Linked DNA regions of Dromaius novaehollandiae: region 1 is linked to region 2. Evidence: chromatin contacts called from public Hi-C data. All regions are on one chromosome and are shown on one strand. Each heading gives the region's core, a stretch centred on a gene start, on an enhancer-like site or on the middle of the called end of the contact. The rest is flanking DNA. Distances are from core to core; before and after follow the strand shown. Region 1 holds the start of MEF2A (myocyte enhancer factor 2A). Region 2 overlaps MEF2A (myocyte enhancer factor 2A).

The links. Hi-C and Micro-C count contacts between places; a contact is called where the count stands out from the background.
Region 1: a contact with region 2 is called in a Hi-C map of liver, with 4 times the contacts expected there. The contact joins the promoter of MEF2A here to the enhancer-like site in region 2. A contact is called at or near these places in 2 of 4 Hi-C or Micro-C datasets (brain and liver).

The regions. Positions count from the first base shown.
Region 1 is chr10:4,562,231-4,566,933 of bDroNov1.hap1, reverse strand. It overlaps MEF2A (myocyte enhancer factor 2A), which reads left to right and starts at 1,253. Exons shown (of 12, transcript XM_064517905.1): 1 at 1,253-1,381.
Region 2 is chr10:4,484,237-4,489,470 of bDroNov1.hap1, reverse strand. MEF2A (myocyte enhancer factor 2A) reads left to right here. Exons shown (of 12, transcript XM_064517905.1): 8 at 5,030-5,220. Among named protein-coding and RNA genes, the nearest start is that of LYSMD4, 33 kb to the right of the region's middle. Within about 2 kb of position 1,985, at least 1 of the 2 cell types and tissues checked has open chromatin away from gene starts, as enhancers often do.

The DNA.
Region 1 (4,703 bases), core at 4-2,503, 78 kb before region 2:
TTACTAGATTCACGGTAAAAGATTGCATGCTCTTGCACTTCTGTTTTGAAGGAAAGATGGATGTTTCAGAAGTTGTTGAACTTATACCCTGGCTATGTATTTAAAATCCAAGCAGCCCAGCCACTATAAATACTGATCTTCAAAATTTCAGTGAGCTGCTCCTGCTTTCATTTGAGCTAAATAATTGCAAAAAGACAACAGAAATTTACATTCATTTTTGGGGAATGGCCTTTGGGGAGCTACGCTGTTCCCTCCAGCGGTGTGCTTAGCACACTCAGAGTTGGTGTTTCTGTCATTATTTCTTTCATCTTGGTTTCTAGTAATTTTTGGATCTACTTTTTTTTCCGATTCTTGCGTCCTGAAGCAAAGGCAGGTACACTCTCCATGAGTGATTGACTGCTTTGAAACGGCTCTCATCCTTTCGCTCTGAGGCTTGGTACCTTGCAGTATAAATCTAGGAAAGCAGTAGAGTACAGAAGATTTTTGGCAAGTAACTTTTTATCATCAAAATTTTATCTTTGAGTCATTCTCTGGCCGCTGCCTACTGTGAAAGATGCCAATTTTTACATCTTTTATTATGTATTTCTAAGCAGTCTTTTCCACTTAAAAGCAAAATTAATGGGAGCTCTGGCAAAGCTAACACGAGCTGGAGACTGATGGGGGGACCAAGGTGGACCGTGACCCCACCGGAAGAAGCCGGCCGAGCCCACGGCCTCACGGCGCAGGAACTCTCACAGAAAGCCACCAAACACTTGTTTGTTTCTGTGACAGGACTGATTCTGTGAAATGATTGTTTCTGCGGCAGAAGTGACGGCACCTGAACAGCCGGGGAGGCTGTGGGGCCGTGAGGCGGCCAGCGGCCCCCCCGCAGGGCCCGGCGCAGCCGTTGCCCTGGGCAACCCTTCAGCACGTCGCCGCCGGGCGCGGGGTGCGCACGGCCCTGCCCTACAGGGGCAGGCGCGGCCGCGCATGCGCCGCCGCTCGGCTGGGCGGAGCTATGTACGTGCGTCACTGGCGGCGAAGCGAGGGACGGGGCGCCCTGGCCGACGGCGGAGTGCGGTGCGCATGCGCTGTCGCAAAGTTTGGAGAGGCGGGGCACGTCTAAAGGCTTCCTTCGCAGTAGGCCCCGCACGAGCTCGGTTCTGATTGGCTGCCGCTTTCCTTTCCGCCTCTCTGATTGAGCGCCCTCTTGTCACTCAAGCGCTCCACGTTTCCTCACGCCCCGCCCCCAACCAGTGCTCTGGTTGGCGGCCGCCTCTTTTCTTCTGCCGGCTCTGTGATTGGCCGCGCGCGCCCTTCACTCCGGCCCTCTGCCCTATGGGCTCGCGGTTCTGGCAGGATCGGGTCGGCCGCGAAGAATGTAGACCCGGCCGCTCCCATGGTAAAACAAAATAATCCGGCGATGCCGCCTACCCAAACTGGGGCACTTCCAGCCCCACCGCCCGGCGCAGGTTTACCTCTCCCTCTCCCCTACTGCCGCCTCCTCCCCCGCCTGGCCGGCTCCGGTAAGCGCCCTCAGTGGTAGCCGGAGCTGCCAGGAGAAAAGGGCGGAAGGATATCTTCACGAGCCAGCTGTGCTCCGCCGCCTGAGGAGAGAGTGACAGAGGAAGTAGTTCCGGCCTCGGTTGGGCCTTGTTTCCCAAAAATAGCGCCCAGTGGGTATCCGTGCGCTGGTGTCAGTGTCTCCTGAGGAGCCTCAGCGGGGAGGAGGCAGGCGCGGCGGCGGCGGGGAGCGCGGGCGGGTGAGTGAGCCGGAGGGGGGGGGGGTCCCCGCTTTGGGGGGCGAGGGGGAGCGCGGGGCAGGGTCCCGCGAGGCTCCGGAGGGCGGCAGGGGTCGGAGGCGGCGGGAGGGGGGGGCGGCGAGCGAGGTCGGGCCGGGGCAGCGGGTGACGGGCGGGGGTCACTGAGGGGGGCGGCTTGAAGGGGGGGAGGGGATTTCCCCCCTTCCCGCCCCGGCGCGGGGGCTGCTGGCGGGGAAGTTGGTGCGCGAGGCGGCGGCGGGGGGCGGGCGGGGGAGGGGGCGCCGCGGGCGGGCGGGCGGGGGAGGGGCGGCGGCCCGGCGGGGTCCGGCCCGGCCCGGCCCGGCCCGGCGGGTGGGCGAGCGCCCCGCGGCCTCTCCGCAACTTGGCGCTGCGCTGGGCCGGAGGGGAGGATGGACATTTATGGACCAGGCCGGGGGAGGCTGCCGGGGGGCTGGTGCGGCGGGCTGGGGGGCGAGGCCCTGGCGCTCGGGGAGCCCTGAGGTGAGACCCCCCTCGCTGGGGTGGTGAACTTTCCCTCTCGGGGCGTGTGTGCGCGGAGAGCAGAGGTACCTTTTGTCCTGCTCCTCGGCAGCCACGTTCGGCAAGCAACATCACACTTTAAAAAAAAAAAAACAAAACAAAACAAAAAACCAAAAAAAAAACCCCAAAAACCCAAACTAGGCATCTGTGGACACCATAGTGGAAATGCTTGGGGTCGGGGAGGGGCAGGGGCACACACAGAAATTGTTCAAGTAGTTTTACACCACAGAAAGGTGTGTTGCAGATGGGAGGAGAAACTGCTCGCTAATGTGTAAACTAGGGGATGTTTTGTCCGGGGCGGGGGGGATTGAAGTACGGTTGTGCACTGCGAATGGGATTTTGCGTTAACCAGTCCTGTGCAGAAGTCATGAGGGTAAGGAAAGAGACTGTTCTCTTTTTGGCTTGAAAGGCAGTAAATCCTTTGAGTTTATGGAGCTATGTCTTCCGATAAATTTTTACCTGCTTTTGGGATGCTGTTTGGCAAAGAGAATGGAGTTGTTTAGAAAACTAAGCTGTAGTGATTTTTTTTTTTTGACAGGTGATTAACTTCAGAGTTGAAAAACTGGAGTTTTCTAGAGGAAAGATGACAGTATGAGAAGGTTTTTTCACTACTCAGTGCAAAGCTATTGTGTCCCATAGTTGTACAAGGATTAAATATATCATGAACGGTAGGGGAGAAAATGGTTTTGGGAAGTACAAAGGAGCAGTACAAAGGAATAATTTTTAAACAGCGTTAAGAAAACACATATTTGTTTTGGTATGGAATTGGTAATATATACAGTGTTTATTTTAAACCATTTTCAATGTTTGGTAAATTTTTATGATAGCACGAGGAAGTCTATAAGCTTTCAAACTTGATTAGGTTAACTGACTACAAATAATTGTTCATTTTAAAAGTCATCTTTCATTTTTAAGATCTAGCTGTGATATTTTGATGGATATTTCTGTTGCTCTGTTATTGAGAGCTAGTGCTTAAACCACTTGCACAAAAGGTGGCACAACAGCAAACCTATTCTGTTTTTCTTTATAGGTCTGTCTTTTAAAATTATTAAAATGCTTATCTCTACCTCTTACATGTAAGAACACAGTCTTGTTTTTTTCCTTTCCCACAAGTCGTTTGGATTTGGGGAAGAAGTATGAGGTCCCCCTTACTAAACTTTTTTTTTTTTTTCATTTAGGCATTATATATTTACAAAATAACATTACCCAGTATAGAAAAAATGTAATACAGGATGTCATTGTAACACTTTCAGTCACTAAAGGGCATAGGTGCAATGTGATACTTTTAAATTCTGTATTTGTCTAACTAGTGAAACAGAAATAAGAAAACGGAACAATTTATCTTGATATTAAGGGTTTATAATATACTGTCCAGTTGGAGATGAATATTGTTTGATTGAGAGCATTTGGTTGGGAATTTAGGAGGGAAGATAACCCAGTTCCCTAGCTAGTTATTTTTCTCCTCCATAATTTCTTTCTAAATATGCAGTTGACTTAGTCCACCAGTAGCAGTAGAGTAGTATCATCATTAAAAGAGAAGAATCCCTCAAAGAGAGGGAAGAGATCTACTTCAGAGCAATTATAATGTAGATGGCAGTCTCTCTCTCTCTCTCTCTCTCTCTCTCTCTCTCTCTCTCTCTCTCTGCCAGTGCAGCTCATCTAAACCACTTCTAACGTTCTAGCGTTTCTAATGTTTTATTTGCAAAAAGGTATTCACAGTTTGTAAAATATGGTAGAAATATATTAGTTGTTAGACAGTATGTTTCCTTGTTTTGCTCTGTCATTTAAGTGTGTATTTAAACCATTGTAATTATATGTCATTTCTGTAAATGAGTGAGTCCATAGAATGATTTGCATATGCTTAGATACCTGAATTTAAATTCCTCTAAATTCATATACCATTATTTTCTTACTCTGGGAAACAAGGGATGAAATAAGAGAATGTTGAATTTAGTGAAGTGGGTAAATTGATCTATAGAATCAATTTTTTAGTCATGTAGTACTAATAACATATGAAGGACTTGGCTGTATTAAAACTTGAGATAATTCTGGAGAAAATAATGACTTATTATCGTAGAAGACCTGTCTTATTGAGAAACCTGATTTGAGCTGAAGTGAATGTGGTTTACCTTAAACTGGTTAATGTGGGCAGTAAAGCTTCTACAGGGTTTACATTAGAGTGTTAGCCAAGTTTCTCAGATAACTTGTTGATGTCATTCTACGTATTCTGGGGCTAAGTGCTGCCTTGAGACTAGAAATACCATGCTAGTCTGTGAACAGTGCCATGCTACCTTGCCTTGTCTCGGTCGTGCCATGCGTGACAAAATACAGCCTGTGAATTCTGTAACACTTGTAAAAGTAGAGTAGTGTAATTCTGTGTAGTCTGTTGTCTTGTATTAATTTAGGAACTAAGCTTTTTGC
Region 2 (5,234 bases), core at 736-3,235:
AAATATTCTTGAAAATTATGTCTCATCCTTGCATATAGCTCCAGGCAAAAAAATTTCCAGCAACCTGGAAAATGAGTCCTTTTTTATTTAGTTTCTTAACGTAAGTAAGTGTTCCCTTGAGTTTCAAAGTTGTGTGTATTTCGTTTTGTTTTGATATCTAAAATACTGCCTTTAAAAGTATAAATCTTTCATGGTTATCCGATTTCAAAATCTTGCACTGTTGTCAAAGGTACACTTTAATTTTAATCATAGCATTATCCAAAATATCGATGTTTAAAGGTCAATGAAAATGCATGTATTTCTACTACTTAGAGAAGTTATAATAAAGTGTTTCCAAAACTAGTGGAGAAAGTAGGCTTTCTGAAGTGATGCTAGAATCAGCAGTGATTTCTGTTCTGCAGAGCTGAAAATGGTACAAACTGCAGGTTATTTAATTTCCATTTAGAGCTATCATTCCCCCCAAAATGCAGCTATAGCAGTTAAGGCACATAGAAATGCTGTTGTCATATTTACTTGTAGTCCTTTTTTTGCAAGGTCCTACATGTAAATATTTTTCTTAAATAGACTTTATTTCGTATTCTGTGCATGTACTGTAATGATGTCTTCTTGCTAAATACCATTTTCAATTTACTTTGAAATTTCTAAATAATGTAACTTTTGTCAGGTTATGTGAAGTTATTGGATGGATAAATATTTATGTACTACAGTTCTCATGTTGCTTAATCTTGTATTGCTTATTTGGTTGCCCATGATTATTTTCCAAAACTGTGCACAATTCAGTTTCTCCAAAGTTGAAGCACAAAAAAAGATAAATGGCATCAATGACACTAATATATTCCTAGAGTTGTAATAAGAACATGGAGTACTTTCCATCCCTGTGTGTTCATTTTTTCAGGTGATGTGATTTATATAGTGAAATATGAGTCTGACTGATATAATTGAATGCTACATCTTGGACTGCAGGATAATAAATGAGATTCAGCAGGATTAGGTTTCTGAAGGCATTAGTATACAGTTGTTAAAATGGGCGGGTTTTAGTATGTATTTTCAGAAAAGAAGCTATTTCAAGCTTAAATCAAGTATTTGACCAAACAAGAAATGGGCTAATAGGCATTGGCAATGCTTTTTACGATAGAATCTCATTAAACTATAATTTTCACCTTTGTTTAAAATTACTCCCATAATCGAGGGCTTTTATCATCTGCATTGATCTCTGTTTGTCAAATATGTATTTTGAAAATGCTTTTGTAGTCTGTCTTAAAATTACAGTTAAATAAAACTGTTGTGATGGAAGTAAAACCGGTAGTTTTAATTTACACTTACATAGGATTTTATATCCTGTTTCCATTTTTCAATTTGTTAGTGTTTTTAAACATTAAAGTAATTGTATTTGAGGAAGATCTATAGTGAGTGGGGTAGAGACAACTTCTGTATTATACAAAATAGTAAGTGGAATTTATGGGGTTATTAAAGCTTCAGTTTGGCAACCTGCCATGCAGTTGCATCATCCTGTAATCATTATCTGTTTCTGGCTCATGACCTTACTCTAAGAAATACTGTGCTTTTAGTTGTCCTTTCAGTCTTTACTTGTAATTTGATTTTCTTATTAGATCTTTAATAGCAAAAAAATACTTCAAATTTCATATAAAAAATGAATATTGTACAGTCTTTTTGCAGCCCTAGCATATGAGTAATAGATACAGGTACCTCAGTGTTTGTTGCAAAGAGCAAGCACAGAATATCTATCAAAGGGCCGCTGTTTTGTCAGATTAACGCTCCTAGTATTGCACATCTATGACATTTTTGTTTTTCTCATCCTTAACACTTTTTCTAAACACTCATTTTGTTCTAAAAAAAAAAAAAAATGCTCAGCCTTTTGACAGAGCAAATGCTTTGACTCTGCCTGCACTGCTGCTGAATGATACTGTGCAGAGAAGGCAATGGCAAGAAGTTTGTTGTTTTTGACAGCACCATTAAGAGCATGAAATGTTTCTGAAGGGCTGGCAGAGCCTTGTAATAAGGGCTACAGGAAATGACTGTATTGGGTGTGGAAGCAAGACACTATCCAGATTTAACACATGAGCTACCAAAACGCTTGAAAACAGAGGGCAGGAAATGGCATCATAGGATAGATGAAAATACTGTACAGAAGTCCATTGTTTATAAAAAGTGTTATTGTTCTGAAGTTTCAAAAACCACAGCATTACTCTATACATATGGTAATGTTGACAGCCTAGTGAGTAATAAAATGTATTTATTGTTAAAGCAGAGACTATATATTTTTTAATAACAAGGTCTTTAAAAGCACTAGTAATTTTGATTAAAAAATATTCTGTGACAATTTTTTTAGGATATAGTTGCATCAAACTTATGCTATTTTCAAGTAATTGTTACTTCCTCACATATGTTCCCAGATTCACTTAATTTATACTCTCTGATATTCACGGTGTGAGATTTGTCTTGTAATCTGATGCTGCACAGGCTGTTTGTAGCTAATGCATGCGCAGCCTTGCTGTAGCTCCGTTTTAAAACGTTAAGGTCGTAATTACTCTCTCTGCATGTTTCATTTTACACACCGGTTTTTGCTTTCTTCTCATGTCCTAACCAAATAAAGCCACCTGGACACCTGCAGTAGTAATTCACAAATAAACTAAGTCTGTGTGGATTCAGCCTTTTTTTGTTGTTGTTTTTGTTTTGTGTTTTCCTGGAGCTCGTGCAAATCCCAACATAGCAAATAACAATTGACAAAAAGTGACCAGGTTTCTCCAAACAAGCAAGAGTCTGCGCGGCTCTAGCCTGCATTCTCAACTCCAAGCAATGTTTCCAGCCCCTTTAACGAAATTTAACCACCAACCTCAAGGCATCCCAATTAATTCTGCTGTTTCTTGCTAGAGAATGTTAAAAAGAAATACGTTTTTGCAGTGGTCCCTAACACCGAAGGAAGAATGCTGATGTCAAAAGCTTTTAGTTCTCTCTGCTGTCGTTGTGTCCTGACTTTCCCACATGATCTTTGAGAAAAACAGTAGACTTCTCACAAAAAAAGCATTCCCATACTTCTCATAGAAAGGCTTCGGGAAAATACTAAATTGGAAAAAACTCCTCCCTCAGCCTTGAAAAAAACAAGGGATGTATCAGATCCTCCAAGTATGGTCAGGTTTTGGCAGAGTAGGAAATTCACAAACAAAGCCAGAACTCGCAGTGCTGACCTTAAACTTGTGAATTTACTGCTCATCCATATGTGAATGAGGGTACTGTGGTTGCTACTTTCAGATTAGCAAGTTCCACCCACGTTCAGTTGTTTTTTCTTTAAAAATATTTAGCTATAGTTTCATTTGTTGTTTTAAGAATTTAACTATGGAAAAAACCAAAAGATTGACGTTAAGACTTACAACGAAGTCTGTACTTTGTGATCTGAGGATATTCTAAAAGACCTTTATAAAACAGAAATTAAATGAAGACACAGGGTTCCATTTATGATGGGGAGGGAAAAGATGGCACTGGCAGTTGGCAGCTCCCCCACCATGTAATGAGGGTCAGCGCTAATAGAGGAAGGGTCCTCATTAACATCCTAGCGAGTTTGCAGGTTCTCAGCATTTGGTAGCCAAGTACCTTGTCAGTACCAGTCACCTTTATCAAGTGTTGTACTGTCCTACTGATACATTTTATTGCTCCTCATTCTTGATGAGCTTTCAAAGGCATTAGAAATTTTGCTAGAGATAGTAGAATGTGACACTGACAACTTTCTTATTTTAATTGCCTTTAAATTAACATGTACTTAATGTAATAAAATTGGATTGGGCACAGGGGCCTATTCAAATTAGAATAATGGTACAAAATTCATGCCAGTATGGCGCTACAGGCTATTAGATGAGAATTTCACACAGAGCAAACTTTGTGTAATAGGCTTGCCCCTGAGTTATGACTATAAAGGCCACTTTCAGAACTGGAATGTTAGTCTAAACATAGTCTCATTATAAATCGTACTTATTTATACACACATATGCACAAGTTCTGTAGTGTGAACCATAGAGTTTGCCTCTCCGCCTTGTAAAATTCCCTCATTTACAACTTTTTAATTTGCAGCTGAATAAGGTGTGTGTATTTTGGGAATTGTTGCTGTAAATATGATAAAATTTTTGGAATGTAGCTTTCGAAAAGATTTTCTGAAAGTATGTTTTAATTAACATGACAGGTGCCTCTGTGACTTGCTACAGGAAAACAGGATACTAATGCACAAAACCGCTTTAGTGTGCCATTACTTTTTTTGGACCTATTTTGAGTGTGATCTAAGGCCTGTATCTTGAGCATAGTATGCTTTGGAGATCTCAGTGCTCACAGTGAGCACCTGGAGGCTTTGGCTTGTCTAATTCTCCCTTGATGAGTATCAGGAGTAAGAGAGAGAAAGACCTGTGTAAAATAAATTGATGGACGTAGCTGAGATGTATGTCTGTGCCCAGAGCTTGGAATGAATGTTAAGAAAACGGATTTGTTCTCCTCTTCCTTGCTAAATATAATAACCAGACAGCATATATTTTTGAGACTGAAATTAATGTTTTTAGAGGATAGATCCTGGAATCTTGCAGATGCTTGAAGAAGCCTTTTTAGAAGTGGAGGCTTTAGGGGCTGGTTGTTATTCACACAGGCAGCAATGCACTAGAATTCACGTCGGGGGGTGAAATAGGCTGCACATTTTTTTGCCAGCTCCACCCAGAAGAACTTTGAAGGGCAAAATAAAAAAAAGTAGAAGATCTTAGAAGATTCTTTGACAATATGCCCTTCGGACCATTTAATCTGCCACAATATGCCCTTGATGTGATACTGCCTTACTGTACTATACTTACCTATGCTACCATACTGATCTTCTGGTGAAAGTGTTTCTTGTTTGTTTGGTTATTCTATGCTGCTCCTATTGTGAAAAGTTTGCTATTGAAAATTTTATGAAAGTGATACGTTGTTTGTACATCTGCACTATAATTTTGCGTTACTACTTCTCTTCAGTCTTAAGGTGCATTTGTTTTTTCTGTTTCAGGAAACGGTTTTGTGAACTCTCGAGCTTCACCAAGTCTACTTGGAACTACTGGTGGTGGGAATGGCTTAGGCAAAGTCATGCCTACGAAGTCTCCGCCTCCGCCTGGAGGAGGTAATCTTGGAATGAACAATCGCAAACCAGACCTCCGTGTTGTCATCCCACCCTCCAGCAAGGGTATGATGCCACCATTGGTAAGTTAAAACGT